Regions from separate parts of the Sus scrofa genome. Here region 1 is linked to region 2. Evidence: chromatin contacts called from public promoter capture Hi-C data. All regions are on one chromosome and are shown on one strand. The core of a region is the stretch at or near the end of the contact, and the rest is flanking DNA. Distances in the headings are between cores, read along the strand shown.

Evidence for each region. Promoter capture Hi-C pulls out the DNA fragments that hold promoters and counts their contacts.
Region 1: a contact with region 2 is called in a promoter capture Hi-C map of liver, with 4 times the contacts expected there. The contact joins the enhancer-like site here to the promoter of RIN3 in region 2. A contact is called at or near these places in 1 of 5 promoter capture datasets (liver), 3 of 47 Hi-C or Micro-C datasets (blood, heart right ventricle and liver) and 2 of 2 datasets of contacts at active chromatin or transcription factors (alveolar macrophages and skeletal muscle).

The regions. Positions count from the first base shown.
Region 1 is chr7:114,107,872-114,112,551 of Sscrofa11.1, reverse strand. All of the region lies in intron 3 of RIN3 (ras and Rab interactor 3), which reads right to left. Among named protein-coding and RNA genes, the nearest start is that of RIN3, 75 kb to the right of the region's middle. Within about 2 kb of position 3,216, at least 24 of the 83 cell types and tissues checked have an H3K27ac peak or open chromatin away from gene starts, as enhancers often do. A contact at or near this core is called in alveolar macrophages, liver and skeletal muscle, where this site is marked.
Region 2 is chr7:114,033,427-114,037,932 of Sscrofa11.1, reverse strand. RIN3 (ras and Rab interactor 3) reads right to left here and starts at 2,796. Exons shown (of 11, transcript XM_021099628.1): 1 at 2,314-2,796. The coding sequence starts at 2,357. It overlaps LOC106507755 (a long non-coding RNA gene), which reads left to right and starts at 1,898. Exons shown (of 3, transcript XR_001303996.2): 1 at 1,898-1,984; 2 at 3,552-3,623.

The sequences.
Region 1 (4,680 bases), core at 1,967-4,466, 74 kb before region 2:
GGACCCAGTGTGGCCATGAGCTGGGGCATGGGTCACAGATGCAGCTCGGATCCCATGGTGCTGCTGCTGTGGTGTAGGCCGGCAGCTGCAGCTCCGATTCGCTCCCTAGCCTGGGAATCTCCATATGCCACAGGTACAGCTATAAAAACAAAGGGGGAAAAAAAAAAAAAAAAGAAAGGAGGGGAAGAAAAGTCCCCACATGTGGCAAGGCCTCTGTATGTGTGTTTATGGGCAGGACCCCGATGGATGATAGGTGTCCAGGAGAAAAGTGTCCCCAGAGGGCTGCAGGAAGGACCAGAGTGGCAGGAGAGGCAGAGTCTCGGACCTTTCAGAAAAGGCCACCACACCTGGCTGGGGGAATCTGGGGGAGCCAAGAAGCAGCCCCTCCCCATAGCCTTATGCGACCCTGCCTGCCGAGCCATCTTTCATGCAACGCACCACTCAGAATGGGTTGGAGGACTGATCCTAACAGATTCCGATCCCACTTCCTAAAAAGGGCCCTAGATCATCAAACTGGCCCCTGATAGGAAAGGCCAGGAGTGTAGATCCTGAGGGTAAAAAGCCAACGTGACAGGAGCCTGGGGAGTGCGTCACAGCTGGAGCAGGAAGGAGGGTCACCTGCGGGCCTGCCGGGTGGGTCAGGTGTCCCTCCCATCCCCGCTCAGCTTCTTCCCCACTCGGAAGGTCACAGTTGCCTTCTGGCTGGCGGGACCCACTGCTGCCCGGCAACGCCAGGGTTGCCATGGGAACCACTACCTGGACAGTTTGTGGCTGAGGTACAAAAAGGACTGTGCTGCGATCGTCAGGCCCCATTTTCTGCAATCGGTGAAAACTACTCCCTCTGTTCCCAGGGGTGGAAGTGGGGAGAGAGGCGATTTCTCTGGAGTCCAGGGGACCCCACGATCCCAGGCCCAGCTCTGGCACCCACTTGCTTCAAGATGACCCTGCCATGCAGCTGGGTCACCTGTGAAACGAGAGAACGGTCCTATCCCTGCTTAAAGGAAGGGCACTGCTTGACTAGGGCTTCCAGAAGCTCTGGTTCCAGTACGGCTGCCAGCAGAAGTGAGAACAAACATCCCCGTGCCAGGCGGCAGATCTCCCTGGTTGTGCAAGCAGGCCTGCTGCCCGCCATACAAGGACTAGAGCCTGGAGTGGGGCAGACTCTGGGTCCCGTGCCAGGCAAAGCCCAAACCCGGACAGGACTGAAGGCGCGGGCTCTTGGCTCCATCCCCCACATGCCCGCAGACCAAAGCCTTCAAGTCTCTGGTAGCTTCCTCTCCACTGCCACGCGAGGACAGGAGTCACGGCGGCCTCCTGGGGCCCCCAGCTTACGGCGCAGACTGAGCGCTTCCCCACAGAGAGGCCCTGCGTGAGGAAGGGCAGCCCCTCCGTCGATGACAACACTGAGGTCTGGAAAGCCTGGGTGGGGTGGATGGCAGGGGGTGGGCTAGGGCTCAGGGACCGGGGAAAGGGTGCTGATTTGGAAATTTGAGGAAAACAGGCCCCTTTCTCTCTCCCTGGCTGCTACTCACAGTCCAGGGTGGGGGTCTTGGCCCCTGCTTTAGCGGCTGGCCCTGGAGTTCCTTGTCTGTCTCTTTCCCAGGCCCGAGCCTCCCTGTGTAAAGCTCCCAGCCCCTCTCCAGCCCCAAGGCCTCTCAGGAGATCACCCTTCTGCATCCCCCAATCTCCCCATCAACCACAGGCCCCTGGGGCAGGACCCACTGCAGGGCCTCCTGTGCAGAGTCCCAGCGCAGCAAGCCTTTGCCCAATGCACTTATGACTGGAGGCCAGTGAGAAAGGAACAGGAGAGGACCTGGCAGCCATGGTCAGGGGGCCACTTCTAAAGGCTCTCGGTGCCCAGTTAGAGGGTTTGGCAAGGGCTTCCTCCTCCACTAAACTGCACAACGTGACAAGCAGAACACCAGCTGGATTTAATCCTACCAGGCACTTTTGGTCAGTGCACAAGCAGCACAACTGTCCATGGCAGCCCTGGGTGTGAGTCAAGGCCATCTTTGCTGGCTGTGCTTGGCATAAGGAACAATCACCTCTTGATTCTGTCTTAGGAATTTCAGGATGAAAAAAGTACAGCAACATCTTTTTATTGAGTTCTCTACCACACTCCGGGTTTGCTCAGACTAGACCCATGCATCTCTAGTGGGGAACCACTAGAAAGCCAGAAGAGAAGGGCTCTTGGAGACAGCTCTGGCCCAACCTCCCTCCTTGCATAGACGGGGAAACTGAGGTCCAAACAAGGTGCTTCGCTGTCCTGGGAAAGAGGGTTAGCCTGGGTGGTGTCTAGAGTTTGATTCTGATGCTCTCCGGAATTTAGATCCTGAGCCTGCACTGCTGACGTTCTGCCTCCTTCTCCCAACTTTGCAGTGTGGGCTTGTCCAGATTTGAGCCTCCTGATCAGTAATAGAGGGCTATCACTATCATCTGCAGAGTTTTAAAAAGACAACAGTTTCATCTAGTGCATATCATCCACTCTCCACTGAGTGCCTGCTGCGTGCTAGCCTCTCCCCGCCTGCCTGCCGGCCTTCCTTCCTTCCTTCCTCCCTCCTTTCCTTCCATCCTTCCTTCCTTTCTTGGCTGCCCCACGGCGTATGGAGTTCCTGGGCCCTGGACCAGATCTGAGTCACAGCTTAATGCACTCTGTGGGGCCAGAGATCTGACCTGGTCCCAGTGCTCCAGAGACACAGCGGGAACTCCTAACCTCTGTATTCTAATTATCATGACAAGGCCATTATCCTCATTTTAGAGGCAAGGAAACTGAAGCTCAGAGGGTTTAAGTAACTGGCCTGAGGTTCTGACCAGGTGCCTCCAGGCCGGGAGCCTGCACATCAGAGACCTTGTGTTTAGCAGAAGTGGCGTGGAGTGGAGGGAGGGCTTCAGACCAGAATGCACTCCATGTGCCACACGTGGCCTCCTCGGTCCCCAGGCAGGCCCCTGCTGCCCTGGGAGAGGGCTTCCTGGGCAGCAGGGCTATGCTCGCCTCCCTCTGGTCTTTCCTGCGCATACACTCTCCCTTAGAGCGTGACAATGCCACATCAGGACATGACCATGACACCCAGGCCTGACTCTGGCCAGAATGAAGCCCCAGAAAGCAGGGCACCGGCCTTCCTTCTGTCCCGGGCCCAGGGCCTTGCCTGGATCAGGCCATGTGCTGGACGAGGTTGGCTACTACTGAGAGCATTCTCCCTGCACCCGCGTCAGCAGCCACATCTGCAGAACTGCCACGACATCGTTCGAGCTGTAACAAAAGCTTCCTTTTCTTGGACGGTGCTCTTCCTTATTTAGCAACCGTGCAGATGAGGCATCCAGTCTGGGAAAAGGAATCCAGAACGAGCTGTCACCACGCAGACGGGGACTATTTATAGGTTCAGATGCCAAAACAGAGGGGGAGACATCGGACAGATGTGCGAAGTGCCAAGTGTCAGGGAAGACTAAATAAAGGGTAAGCACATGGGGGAGGTGTCTGTGGAGAAGGAACGGGCGGGGGTGGGGGAGAGATGCTGAGCCCGCCCCCCGCGGCTTGAACGACCCACAGGGAACAAGCCTCGACGTCCACGTCCGTCGGGGAGAGCAAGCCGCCAGCTCCTCTGCTCAGATTGTGGGGCAGGCAGGCTTCTTTTTGACATAATGGACCCATCCTGAAAACCACGGCTCTCTCTGGGAGCAGAAGGGACAGGAGGAAAGGGAGGTGGCCCAGGTACCACCCTGATGGTGACAACGGCCCCAGGTGCCAGGGGGCAAGCCATCAAGAAACTACCTGGCCCAGAAGACAACCCAGCTTCAACTTCAGGAGCTTACAAAGTTTGTCCCCACCCTCGAGAGTTTGGGAACTTTGGTCTGTCTGTGACTGCCGCTTATGAGAGCTCTGAGACCCAGGGAGCTTAGGCAGCTGGCCGAAGGTCACAGAGCTGGGAAGTGGTACCAGGATGTGACCGTAGGGGACCCTGACTCTGCAGCCCGAGCTCTTACCCAGCACGCTGGGCCCTTGGCTCTCTAGACCTTGTTGTCCCGTAGAAATATAATGCAAGGCATATGTGCAATTGCACATTTTCTCACAGTCACGTTAGAAAGAGGAAATAGAAACAAATGCAAATTAATCATTCTCACAGATCCTATTTCACCCAACACATCCAAAATCGCATCATTTCAACAAACTGTAAATACAAAAAATTCCTGAGACATCTCACCGTCTTTTTTTTTATATGATGTGTTCAAAATCTGGTATGTCCTTAGCACAGCTCATCTCAATTCAGACTCACGACATCCACAGTGTTTAGCAGCCTCATGTGGTTCCTGGTTGCTGAGGCTGATGGCACAGCCTTACGCAGTGTTCCCAGTCAGGAGCTGGTCTGTGCCCCAGGGCACATCTGGCCGTGAGTGGACATCTTAGCTTGTTAGGAGGGGACGGGAGTGGTACCACTGGCATCTAGGAGGCAGAGGCCCGGGATACTGCTAAACATCCCAGAGCACACGGGACAGTGCTCTGCAGCCAAGGATGCCCAAGATTCCAATGTCAAGAGCACTGAGCTTCCGAAACCAGAGAGAGAACCAGCATGAGCTCCTGGGACAACCGGTGGGAGCCCTGGAGCCCTGCGAATGCCAGCCCCTAGAGCCACTTAGCACATAGCCGGCGCCTGACTTCAATGCTGGGATGGAACGAATGCAAGC
Region 2 (4,506 bases), core at 1,547-4,046:
GCGGCCTGGGGGTGAGAGGTCATACGGGATAGCTCCTCAGCATCTCTGAGCACTGTAACACAGGTAGATGTGCAGCCCAGGAACAGAGGATCAGGGGGGCGCCTGAGAACCGCCTTCTAGCATTTGCATGTCAAGAAGGATGGGGCTCCTCTGAACAGCGACTCTAATGGGAGAAGTTGGAGGAAGACTACAGCTTAAGGTCAGGAATTCCTTTCTTTGGTATCTGCCTGCCGGAAAAGCTACCTCAGTGGTAGGGAGTTCTCCATCACTGGAGGTATGCAAGTATCTTTTGGGAATGTTGTCAAAGGGATTCCTGTGCGGGGTGTGAGATTAAATAAGATGCTATCTAGTAATTCTTCCAACTCCAAAGGTCCTTTTAAATAAAGCAGCATTTTTAGGAACAAACTAATATTTACGTAATACTTGGGATGTGCCAGGCGATGTTCTAAGCAGATCTGAGCTGGTGGGTTAAACTTTAGCTGCCTATGGGCAGCCACTTAAATATTAATTCATCCAATCCTTATAACACCTTACAAAGCAGGTGTTATTATTATGCCCAGTTTACAGGTGAGGCCAAGGCCAGGTCTCTTGTCCAAGGTTAAACAGTTGGCAAACAGAGGGGTTACACTCAATACATGATAATCAGCAGGAATTATGACTAGTACAAACTTGCCCTACAGGCCCATGTGCAAAACTTTTAATGCATTATCTCATTTAATTCTCACAATAACTTTAAAGGGTAGTTACTATTACTTTCATTTTATAGATAAGTAATGAGGGGCAGAGGCTTAAGCAAGTGACCCAGTCATGAACAGAGAAAGGCAAGAGGAAGCAGGTAAGGAAAGGTCCTTCTGGGGAAAATACGGGAAGTCAGAGAGCTCAGGACCCTGGCCCCTCACCTCCCCTTCCTCCCTGGGAAACTCCTAGCTCCTCCCATCAATACTGGGTGTGGTCGATACTTGCCCCTGGGGGGTCCCCTCCCCAACAGAATTTCCAGTTCCTCCAGCCCAGTGGCATTTGTCTTTCCATTTCCAAGGGAAAGCCTCCAGGCGGAACTTCCCGGCTGGCGCGGAAATGGGGGAGAGGGGAGGAGGAAGACATTCGGAGGCAGTTGCTTACAGGCCCCTCGGAGACACCCCTCCCACTTGCGTGGGGGCCAGGCTGCCCCCCAGTTCGGAACTGCTCAAGAACAGCCCAGCCCTCTGTTTTAAGCAGCGGGAGAACTGAGGCCCTGGAAGCTGCGATCGCAGAGAAGGCCAGGCAGCAGCTGGGTGTCCATCGCTGAAGGAGTCAGAGACTTTTAAACCCCAAAGCCGGGAGCGAGTTCCCCCGAGGGGCGCCCATCAGCCTTGGCCCCCAGAAAAGGTCTAAGAGGCTTTCCCAGGAATCTGGCTCCACTGGAGCCTCCTCAACCCTCTGAAGCTCCCCGGGACGCCGGCTGGGCTGGGCGGGGCAAGGGAACCTACTCCTCGGAACGCAGCCCTGAGCGCCGTGCGAAAGTTCGAGGTTGCGAGGTGGCGGGTGGGGGACAAGAAACAAGCGACCCCTCTCGAAAGCCAGTTCCCAAGCCGGTCCCGCTTCACGCATTCCAAGCTGCACCTTCTCCCCGGGGGATCCCGAAGGCCACGCGCAGCTCGTGCGCCCTGGACCCTCCCCGTGCCCCAGGCTTCGCAAAGGCCGGTCCGAAGGTCACCGTCCCTACACCCGCTAAAGGGGTGGGGGAGGGGGTCCCGGTGGGTCTTCGGTCTAGGCGGGCCGGCCAGCTATTAGGCCGCGCGCGTCCCAACTTACGGGGACCCAGGTCCCCAGCCCCATGCCCGGCCGAGTGCCAGCACCCAGGGAAGCGCGCGGGGCACGGGCGGAGCGGCGGAAGCGGGAGGCTGGCGGGGCTCGGACCGCAAGGGATTGCAGTTAACCTTCCAGCGGGACTAGAGGCCGGGGAAGGGGCCGCGTTCACACAGTTCCTCCGCTCCGGCTCTGACAGGTTCGAGACACCCCTCTGACACCCGCCCGGCCGGTCGCCTAACGTGCCGGCTGGTTTTCCGGCGAGCGATGTCTGGGCTTAAAAGTTTAGCCAAGTCTCCAGGTCCTGCAGAGGCACCAGGGCCGCCCCCTTCGGCGCAGAACCCGGGTCCGGCCTTGGCCGTGGCCAGGGGCTCTGTCTCAGCCTGACACCCCGAGGTCCCGCGGCTGGGGCTCCTCTGGGAGTTCGAGCACCCTCGGGGGCGGGGAGGAGTAGTGGGGCGAGAGGGACGCGGGCCGACCGGGGCCCGGGGACCCGGAGGGAGGAGGGGGCGTCGGCCCCGGACTTACCCCGCGGGGTCCGCTCGCGCGGGCGCCCCGGCCCGTCGGATCATGCCGCCGGCAGCTCCGGGACGATGAACGCAGGGGCTCAGGCTCCGGGCGGTGCGGGTTGCGGGGCCCCGGGCGCCCGCATGTCCCTGGCGCTGCCCTCGGGAAGGGCCCGGGCAGGCACCGCCGCCAGCCCCGCGCCCAGTCGGGAAGCCGCCGCCGCCGCCGCCGCCGCCGCCGCCGCGCTCTGGGGCGCTCGCTCCCTCTACTTCCTGTATCGGAGCGAGCGGGGCTTTCAGGAAGAGGCTGGCCTTGGTGGTCAAGTTTTTTTTTTTTTTTTTTTGTCAAAAGCCTCTCGGCGGCGGCTCGCGGCCCCGAGCCCCCCTGGGGCATACGGAAGCCCGGCGGCCGCGACCCCGAGACCCGGCGGCGTCGGACCGAGGCGCTGGGTGCCGGCGTCCAGCCGCGGGGTGCTGCCTCCGCCGCTCCGGCGGCTCCGGAGACCCGGGAGAAAAACTTAGAGAAAAGTTTTCAACTTGGCGCAGAGTCGCGTGGGAAGGAAGGCGCTCCCGCTTCTGCTCCTCCGGCAGGCGGGGGAACGAACGTGGGGCAGGTGGGGAGGCCAAGGGCTCTTCCCAGGGCACTCTCCCGCCCTACCTCCTGTCTGAAGGAGCCTCAAAATCGCTCAAGGCCAGTCCCAGAGCCTCCTCCACATCTGTGACAGGTGGCCATGCTGCCTCCTCTTGGATGCCTCCGCTGACGATGAACTCACTACCTCATAAGGCAGTTCATCCGCCACACCAGGCATCTAATTCACCTGTCCTAGGTACCATACTTAGATGGGAGCAGAGGGAGAAAGCCAGTCAGTTTACACAAATACACCACCTACAGCAACCCTGGCGGGACCAGAAGACCACTCTTCTAAATGCCTGGGTACTCCAAAATGCCTCCCTGAGCTAGGACTGCCCTCAGAGCATTTCACAGTGACTAGTCAGGACTGCACCCCTGCAGGGTGACCTCTGTCTACTGCAGGGTTTCTCAGCCTTGGCACTGTTGATATATGGGACCGGATAATGCTTTGTTGTCGGAGCTGTCTTGTGCATTGTAGGATGTTCAGCTGCATCCATGGCCTCTGCCCCCTCTGCCAGTAGCATCACCCCCTCCTTGTAACAACTGAAAATGTCTCCAGACATTGCCAAGTATCCCTGGGCACCAGAATCCTCCCAGTTGAAACCCACCTATCTAACTTTATTTCATAGATAAGGAAACTGAGACTTAAAGCAAGGAGGTGGCTTGCAGCAAGATGAGGTGCAGACTGGACTGACGCCCAGGTAAAAAGCATCTGGAGGCCGCGTTACCCTCCATCCCTCTGCTTGCTCATCTCTAAAGGTGGGAGTAAATGGGGTGGCACACCAGAATGACATGATTAGTCCTTTGCTGTTGCTAAAACAAGCCTCTAGGCCGCTCCTGGGGCTCCCTGGGCCCCAGGGATGAGTTCTAGCCAACACTCACACGTAGAGTAGTCTTTCAGACCCCTTTATACTGATCTAGACTGTGATTAACCCTACTTTTCCATGTACCCCCTCCCCAAATAAAAATTTCCTTCAGCTCCCTGGGCCACCTCTGAGAGACTCAAGACAAGCCCCTCTAAAGCCTCGGTTCCATGGAATCAGCCCCAAGGGTCTTGTCTCATCCCCACAGAGGCCTCTGCAAGGCCCGCTGCTTACCTGCTCTGTGAAGTTAGGATTCCTCCGGTGGCCACCTGACGAGGTCCCACTTTGACCCTGTTGCTGGCAACTGACCAAAGGGGAGGCGCCAAGATTCCAGAAATCTGAGCAGCCCCTTGTAGTTCTGGCCTCTGCCAAGGTTGCCCTCAGACCCCTTCCTGGGTCCCCTTTGCACACTTCTCTCCTGGGAATGGATCTCAGGGCTCCTACTGGGAAGTGAAATCTACTGCTCTTTGGGCCGGCAAGCTCTTTCCTCTACCCTCACCTTTTTTGGTTAACAGCACCCTGGAACCTGGTTTCCATTTAAGGAGTCACCTCTCCTCAATTGGGTTCAGATGAAGATAACAAGATTCTACCGCCATTTTAGAGGGAACACATGATTCTAGTCTGGCCAATCAGAGCCCTACACTTACTGGGCCCAGTGATTGGCTTATGGATGAACACATGACCAAAGCTGGGCCAATAAGATCCCTCCCTGGGACTTTTT